Regions from separate parts of the Gossypium arboreum genome. Here region 2 is linked to region 1. Evidence: chromatin contacts called from public Hi-C data. All regions are on one chromosome and are shown on one strand. The core of a region is the stretch at or near the end of the contact, and the rest is flanking DNA. Distances in the headings are between cores, read along the strand shown.

What was found. Hi-C and Micro-C count contacts between places; a contact is called where the count stands out from the background.
Region 2: a Hi-C map of leaf shows a contact between it and region 1, with 6 times the contacts expected there. The contact joins the promoter of LOC108472457 here to the promoter of LOC108450125 in region 1. A contact is called at or near these places in 2 of 5 Hi-C or Micro-C datasets (both in leaf).

What each region holds. Positions count from the first base shown.
Region 1 is chr6:112,634,088-112,638,793 of ASM2569848v2, reverse strand. It overlaps LOC108450125, which reads right to left and starts at 3,271. Exons shown (of 1, transcript XM_017747611.2): 1 at 1,306-3,271. The coding sequence starts at 2,593. The coding sequence ends at 1,532.
Region 2 is chr6:113,444,140-113,448,813 of ASM2569848v2, reverse strand. LOC108472457 (thermospermine synthase ACAULIS5) reads left to right here and starts at 3,249. Exons shown (of 10, transcript XM_053029582.1): 1 at 3,249-3,552; 2 at 3,685-3,751; 3 at 3,836-3,930; 4 at 4,047-4,149; 5 at 4,243-4,331; 6 at 4,415-4,571; 7 at 4,674. The coding sequence starts at 3,395.

The sequences.
Region 1 (4,706 bases), core at 2,022-4,521:
TGATTATTACTAAACTGTTTTAACTTATTAATGTACACATCTCTATTTTTTTAAACATATTTGTAATATGTCTAATTCAATTAAATGTTAAAGTTAGATGAGTTAAGTCTTGGTTAAAAATTTCCATCATGGTTAGGACTTAAGTTGGTTTGGTTATGGTCGATTACGTCGGACTCGACAACCATATTTTAATTTTAAAATTCCAATTCTTCCATAAAAGAAGGTGTAGTAGGATTTATATATCAAGAAGTAAAACCAGGCATTTAATGTCATTTTCATCTTTCCTTCCCAATTTTTGCTATTTTTAAAGATGGGAGAAAATGCCAATTTAACTAGGTTATTAAAATATATCGTTCTCGATTAAGGCGCCTCATCCAGCATGAAAGCCACATTACATGCATTTGCCTGTCGGCATTCGTCATCGTAAACTCCATTGTCTTTCAAAATTGTAACTGCAACTCAACAAAAAACAAGCATGAAAAGTGAAATCCAAACAATGGGTGTTTTGAGAATGTATTATCGGCTCAAAATATTGGTTATATTTGCATGCCGTCTTAATTCAGCATCTCTCAATCTAAATAATAACCAAAAACTGCAACACCGACTTAGAAGTGGTCCTTAAATTGGCTTCAACTCATCTCAGCCGTTTGTTTCACTTTGGTGTGTGCCTGTTATGGATAAAACTCAGACAGGAAAATAGAGTGGTGGGTGACAATGCCTGTTGTTTCCGGTTGGCTGCTCCATACACCTTCTTAATGATGGCAGATGCTGAAAGCTTCATATTAAATCCAACGGTGCAAATGGGTTTTCTTATCAGCCCCTGGTTTTCCATCCCCCTCGCTCTTCCTATCTATAAAGGTTTAAAAATAGATTGAGAATGATAGACTAGAAAATTGTTGGGGGAAGCTATTGCCAATTATTTAAATCTTTGTGTTATTCAGTGATGAATGAAGCATGTGAAGTTCCTGTGTCTCTCCAAGAATGCCTTTTTGAGTAATTAGCTTAACATATTTTCTAAGTGTTAATCTCATGTATTTTAAAATGGAAGGAGACATTATTTACTGTTTTCATGAAAAAGACAAGTTGACTGCCCAATCTCCCAATGATTTTACTTGGTTTCGAGTAAAGGGTAAAAGTGACAGATTTGGTAACTTCCATGAGTTAAAAGGACCCCAAAATAGGAAGCCTCAACTATTACCTTATTGTCTCAATTATTTTTTCGCTTACTCGTTAGCGTTTAATATTCGAGTATTTAGTTAGAGGCCAGAATCATTCAAAGAACAATAACAACATTGATTCAAAAACTTGGGGTAGTGAAGGATTGAACCATGATTTAGATTGAAAACATGAAAGATACATAATTACAGCGTGATCCAGATGAAAAAAAGAAGGAAAAACTGCTAGATACATGTTTTACATTAATATGCAGGTGATGCTCATCATAGGAAAGCCAAAGGAAGAAAATAATTTACAAGTGGTGACCCTTGTTACTAAGCAAACCGGTTAAAGCCCTCAGCCTCCCTTTTTTTTTTCATGATGTCAATTGCTCTTGGCTCTTAGTTGATAACCGCTTCAAGAACTCATAGGTGGTTATCATGGTTGTTGCAGACAGAGCCATTGATGCCCATCTTGGTCCCAATCCTCGGTAACAAGCTGCCAATCCGCCTTCTTGAACTAGATTCCGCACTGTTTGCAGTATATTCAATGGTTTTCTTACTCCATTCTCTTCTCTATCCAGAACCTGTAATCTGGTCTTGATGGTGTCAAGTGGCATAGTGATTAAAGCTGAAATGCCACTAGCCATGGCTGCACTTAACCCTTGGACCGCCACCAAGGCCTTTGAATCAGGCCTAAAACCAGACCCCATCACAATACTTCCACTCTCATCTTTTTTACCCATAGAACAACCGATGCCACTCCAAATGAGCTTGTGTGCAACAGAGTAAGATGCCCACCAAACCGCATTAGACGGTGCATATGTCAAAATCGAGATCCCAAATCCCCTGTATAATCCTTTAGGACCATCTGCATATAGAATTTTCCTAAACGCATCAAGACCATTCCTATATCTACAAAAATTCACATTGAGATTTACATTTTTGCTACTGTTACTGTCATTATATCCTTGAACCATTAGTCTCTGGCTTACAACATCAATTGGGGTCCAAACCAGTTGCGCAGCCATAGCTGAGCTCAACCCAGCAGCTGCATTAGCTAAAGCAGTAGCTGTAGTATCCGAAAATCCTAAACTAACAGTTGCAGTGCCAACACTGCTCTTGGTAACCTCAAGGGCTCCCATGTAAAGTGCCCTAGCTGGGATTGTCCCCATCAAAGAGGTACCAAAACCCCTGTAGAATCCTCTCAGTCCTTCATATCTCATGATGGAGAATGACATTTTAAAGCAAGAAACTTGAGTAGATGAGACTTGTTGCCTAGTTTTCAAGACAACTACAGGGTAAAGAGCAGCTGATACACCTGAAAATAAAGCGGCACCAAGAAAAAAGAACTTGGATTTATCAAGCATGTGCCAATCTATATCTGCTGGGATATGAATCTCTGACCCTGAATCATCCTCAGCTGCACTTAAACTCATCTTCGCCACTTTTATAATATGTTTAGTTCAACTAAGTAAAATCTGATTTTGTTTTTTTGGGTTACCCTTTTCACAATCACCACAGTTAATCACAAACCAACTCAGCTCAAAAGAAGATTATCAAAAAGGCAAAGAAAATTGAAAATTTATGATGGGTTTTTAATCTTATAGTATTTGGACTGGAAAAGAAAAGGAAAAATTATGACTTTCTTTCTATAGTTACTATTAGTTGCAAAATCAAAGAAGAAGAAGAAGAAGAATAGGGGTTTTGTTGTTTTTCCTTTTTTTCCTTTTGCGCAGCCAAATTTGGGATCGAACGTGAATCAGCAGAAATAAGTCAAGCATTTACTCACTATACGAAAACCCCAGATTTTATCTTTGATTCTTACCAGGAAAAAACCAAATCTATGCAACATCTTCAAGACTTTTTCTTCATCTTCTTTTGTCGATAGGCAACAAACGAATGACAAAAACAAAGACAGAGAGAGAGAGAGAACACAGATCTCAAAAGCAAAGAATCTAAAGGAAAGGAAAGGGAAAAGGAAAAGGAAAAGTGGAGTTTACACAGAAAGCGAAATGGATAGAGTTAATAAGAAGGAAATGGAAAGAGAGATGTGGCGAAATGGATAGCTTTTAACGGTAAGAGAGGAAAGAAGGACAAGGGGTATATGGATTTTAGCAAGGGTTTTGGGGGTGCGATGGAAGTGGACACGCGTCGCTTTTCATTTGGGGTAGCTTTATTAGCCTGCTTTAAGGCTCACTTGGTTCAAGCAGCTCAGCTAGTCGACTCACCCAACTCTTTCTCTTGCCACCCGACTTAACTAAAATTCCATAAACAAAATCCCTCCATTGACATCGGGTGGTTAAACTGGTGATTACCGAGGGTATAAAATTGGATACAGACTGAGGTTCCATTTAAATCATTGTTCAGATTATCTCCGATTAAATTAAAAATAATTATAGTGGTGAAATTAATTATTATATTGTTGAGGTTGAATATTACAATAATGATATTAGAATTAATGGTAATTTGTGTGTTTGGCTTTAACCGTAGTAGTAACACTAAGATTGAATCGAAAAGGATCGTTTAATTACAACAACAAATAATGTAATTTTAAAAATTCAAGGGATAATAATTACAATATTTTATTTTTAAATTTTTTTATTTAAATAAAATATTGATTCATATTTGTTGATATTAAGATCAAACAAAGTAGAGATGATGGTGACGTAGTATTCACGAAAGGGTCCTTTGTCATTTGGCAAAGTATAGTAACCTTGTTAGGTAGCTTGATTTACTTAGGTGAATTAGAAGAGGTTTTGGAAGACCCTTAGCTAGGGCTACTTCCCCCGTTCACTACAATGGATGATGAATCCTAAAATGATCCACTAAGAGGCTCCGATTAGTTACCTTGGTGTAACGCCATAGCATTTTAAAACTTCACCCACAAATAAATGGATGGGGAAGTGAAACCCTGCCTCCAATGCATAAAGAGGTAGGTAAGAACTTGGCCTTTGGTCATCGTCTTTGGGGCCATGTAATATCCTTTACTCGTATTCGACGTTAGAATAGGGTACGAGGTGTTACCGGACTTATACTCAAGCAAACATACAAAACCGGGTCATAAAATTTTATTCAAATCAAATTCATTCATACATATGCAAATTGTCCTTTATATGGGCCTACAAGGCCCAAAACATACATTGAGAGTAGTTCAGGACTAAGCTGATAACTTTAGAAAATTTTGGAAAAACTTAGAAAAATTTTCATGAAACAGGGGCACACGCCTGAGTGGAGATAGGAGACACGCTTGTGTGCCCTCGACATGCCCGTGTCCGCAGGCCGTGTAACTCTCTGTTTATGACATTAGCACCAAAATATAGTTACACGGCCGTGTCACACGCCCGTGTGGCTAGATCGTGTGGTTGATTAAAATTATAATTTTTCATAAAATGGTGCAGACTTCACACGGCCTGGGCACACGCCCATGTTTCCAAGCCATGTCCCTCACACGGCCAAGACACATGCCCGTCCGTGTCTTAGCCCGTGTGTTTACTACTGGGCATTCTGTTTTGTAAAACTAAAATGCAGGGGACACATGGCCAGACTACA
Region 2 (4,674 bases), core at 2,000-4,499, 810 kb before region 1:
TAAATGCATAAGCTAAAATTTAGGTACTTTTGGTTTTTACATTTGGAAGTGAAAATTATCTAAATACCCTTATTTATATTAACTAGTTAAAAGATACATAAAAATTAGATTAATTTATAATTTATGTATCATTATATTAAATTATTTAAGTATAATTTATTATATTTAAGTTTTAAAATATTGTATGTATGATTAATTGTACAAATAATTTATATTCATTTACCATTATATTAAATCATTTAAATATCATATAACTTAACTAATTTTAAATTGACTTTCTACTATTATATCTAAAAGAATATTTTAACCTTTAACAACAATTTTAGTAATAATAGAAAAATTAAAATTAACAAACTACACTTCTTAACAATATTTTTCTATCACTCGCAATAGAAAACTAACCTTTAGTAAGTTGTACTATAAAGATGAATTCAAAACCAAATTCATCCGAAGCAAATTACAAACAAGGGCTTCAAATAATTAGATGGCAACAAATCTAGCGCCCACTAGAGATTGTTGTAAGATATATTAAGAATCTTAAGCCATGAATTACGATGTAACTAAGCTTAACATCAAAGACAAAAGATATTAAATACTTGGGATTCATTTATGGAATTTGTATACCAGGATATAAGTTGCCACACTTGCCCTACATCACAAGTAAAGAATATCCAACAGCATATCATATCAAAAAAGAAAGAAAAGGAAAAAGAATTGGTGCATGTGGATGAAATCAATGGGTGATTTTTTGGGAGTAATAATTGATAATAAAAAGCTACCCGCTATAAACATATAAAGAAAAGCTTTGAATGAAGATTTTTCTCTCTGGCATTATGACATATAGGAGAGAGACAAATGGGTCATTTTGAAATCTAACCAAAGAGCAACAATATCTCCGCAGAGAAGCAAGGAGGAGATATGATGGGAAAAAGCCTAATATTTTCTTTTAAGAAATTAAAATAATAATATGCAGAAATATATTGGGTTTGAATTAGTTACTAACAAAGTGTCATATTTAAATCAATTTTAAGATTTATATAAATATAAAATATATTAATATCCTATAAAAATTTGATTCAAGTTTAACTTAATCTAATCCATGAACACTTCTAAATACAATATTAAAGTGGGATTTCCACAAAACCTTTTTTGTTTTTTTTATCGAAGTGGAGTCACCCCACGCTTAAGAATGCTCTCATCTCCCACAACAGAAACACATTTTTATTGGGGTTGGGGACCCATAAATTCCCCTCTTATTGCAATTACATAGGGTCCCCATTTGTCCCTCATTCTTCTTCTCTGGTAGGCTTTAGTCAGTTGGATATGGTACTCCCACTTAGCCATAATCCCACACTCACAGAAAAGGTCTAATTCTAGTTTAGCCCCTCTACTATATTGAAATTGAGGTTTTAATCTCTCTAATTTAATTTGATATACTTTACTCTATTTACTTTTATAATGAGTCAACATATGTTATTCTCTATACATTAGTGAAATCTGAGATTAGTTCTATACTTAGAAAGCTAAAATTTATTTATTTCTAACTTTTTGTTCAAAATTCTAGTCAAATAATTGAAATCGATAATATTTGGTCATCAGATTTTACTTGTTGTAATGTATGTTTATTGAATTCATAATGGTTTGTTTATGAAGTTAATTTGATTGCGTGGGTGTATTGATAGTAAATTTAGACTAAAAATTAATAACATTGATTTGTGGTTTCTAAATAGAAAAAAATATTATTTAAATTTTTTATTTTTTAAATATATGGACTAAATTTCAAACTTCAGAGATTGATGGATATTTAACCTTTATAAATTTATTAGTAGACCCAAATTGATAACTACCCTCTAATAGTTGACTTCTAAACCTTTCGAGGGCTTGTAGCTACCCTCTCCGGGTAATGTTATTTTAAAATTTAAACTTAAATTCACTCTTTTGAAATACAATATGTTTTATCATTGTATCCAACATTTTTTTGATAATAACAATGTAAATGGTATTAAAAAAATTCATGAAAAACTACCATTACTTTAGCCAGAACAATTAATAAAATTATCAGAATATGTATCTAACAATAACATTGTTAGAGTTGTGTGACCCAATTTCTTGTTAAAATAAAATACAATGGCAAAACTAGGGGATCTTGTTAAAATAACAGTAACATTACTGAGACTATGTTGCACGAGTAGAATCCGTATAGAACTACAATTCTTTTATTTGACATTGATTAGAATAAGATTTTTCAACATTTAAATAGATGTAATCGAACTCTTCATGTATCGTTCAATTTTCAACATTAGTGAATTTTTCTTCTCATTTACCCGTGATTTTTTTCCGAAAGGATTTCCATATAAAATCTGTGTTTTATTTTTCTTTTTTATTGCTTTGCGATATTCTATATTGCTATTATCGACGTTCAATTTTAACAAACATCATAAAAAAATAGAAGAATCAAACTGTATCAAATTAAAGAGATTAAATTGTAAATTTCAACATAAACAAAAGGGACTAAAATCAAAATTAGACCAGAAAAATCCCCTCTTGATTTGAGCATAGTGCTGGTGACCGAGGAAAAGGACAAAAGGTTGGCTAAAAAAGGAAAACAATTAATCCAAAAATACACAAAGTATCACCACTTTTTAACTCGCATAGTGGACCCCCTTCCAAAAAGAAAAAACCTTTCTTAGTGGACCCCATCATTTCCCCTACCCAAAAATAAAAAAAAACAGTGCCACATGTACTTTTATCCACGTGTCAATATCGTGGAAGACCACATGTACAAGTTGGGGCCCACAGTAACCCACGCGGACATATATTCCCGATTTTCATCCTTTTTCATTGTATCCACCAAACCTATAGGGGTAGATAATATCATATGCATGCGCATGCTTTTCCTTTCAAAATTCTAGAATGACAGTCAATCTCTGGGAAATTTCACCCAATCTAACTTTAGATGCCAACACATGGCCGTGGAGGCCTCCAAAAAAGGAGAAAAAATAATATCTCTTGGTATTTTCATTATACTGCCAATGCCAGCTTAGAACATCACTAGGAAACAACCTTTGGTGGGTTGTCACCATTGATGAGGTTACCATTTTCATGAACCAATGTAGTACCATGATAATTGGCGTGAGGAACAGAAAATCCGTGGGACTGTCTGTGACAGAATCATTGCCCGTGTTAGCCAAAACCCATAATTATCTACAAGATTATGCCTTTCTTTTAAAAAAAAATAAAAAATTATTGGGTTTCTAGTGTGTTAAAAGTGCTATAAAAAGCACGTAACCTTGGTGTTACCATCCTCACACTTTGCCACCTCTTGCTCAATCTTCTGTTTATCCTGTCTTGTTTTGTTTCAAGTTTTTCTCTTTTGTTTTTAGGTTATTCGATAATGGGTGAGGCTGTTGAGATCTTTTATCCAAATGGTTTCTCTAAAATCTGTAATGGAACAACAAAGAACCAACCACCTGTTGACGAGACTCGCCAGTTTGATTCTTGGTATGAAGAGGAAATTGATGAGGATCTCAAATGGTCCTTTGCTTTGAAAAGGTTTCACCCTAATCTTTCTTCATCATATGCACATTACTCAAAACATGATAAAAGCAAACAACTTTGGGTTTTCTTTGATTCATAATTCAATATCTTAAACCAACTCTCATCTCTTTGTATCTCTCTTAACAGTGTACTGTATAAAGGTTCTAGTGAGTATCAAGATATAGCCCTTTTGGACACTAAACGTTTTGGCAAGGTATACCTATAGGCATTCATTGTTTTGTTTCATCCTTTTTTCAAGTTTTCTAATCTCCGATTGTTTGAATAATTGCTTATGTAGGTATTGGTGATTGATGGGAAAATGCAAAGTGCCGAAGTTGATGAATTTATTTACCATGAATGCTTAATTCATCCAGCTCTTTTGTTCCACTCGAAGTGAGTCCTTTTTTTTATTATTATTTTTGGTGGCTATCGAGTCAATGTCTCTATGAGTACTCCATTTCCATTTATCTGTAAAGTAGTAACATATATTGTTCTTACCAATTGTGCAGCCCCAAAACTGTGTTTGTAATGGGGGGAGGGGAAGGGTCTGCAGCAAGGGAAGCACTCAGGCATAAATTTATTGATGGAGTTGTAATGTGTGATATTGATGAGGTGAAATTCTTGGTCTCATTTTTTTTAATATATTTCCATTTACTTTTTCTTTTTAGTGTTTGGAGGGCACCACTGATAATTTAACAACTGCAGGAAGTGGTCAATTTCTGCCGCAGGTACCTGACTGTGAACCGTGATGCATTTTGCAACAAAAAGCTTAACCTTGTTATTAATGATGCCAAGTAAGTATACTGAGCTTATTTGATGTCCATTTGCTTCAAAGGAATTTGAGCTAATTACTATATACTTGTGTATGAATATTAAGGGCTGAACTGGAGAAGAGGACTGAGAAATTTGATATCATAGTTGGAGATTTAGCAGATCCTGTTGAAGGAGGGCCTTGCTATCAACTTTATACAAAATCATTTTATGAGAAAATTCTTAAGCCCAAACTCAATGAAAATGGCATTTTTGTCACTCAGGTTGGTATTCCCCCCCCCCCCGCCCCTTCTTGTGTAGGGTCATATATATGTCAAGTCATAAACATAAGAATAAAAAACTTGAGATAAATTTCTATTCTATAGG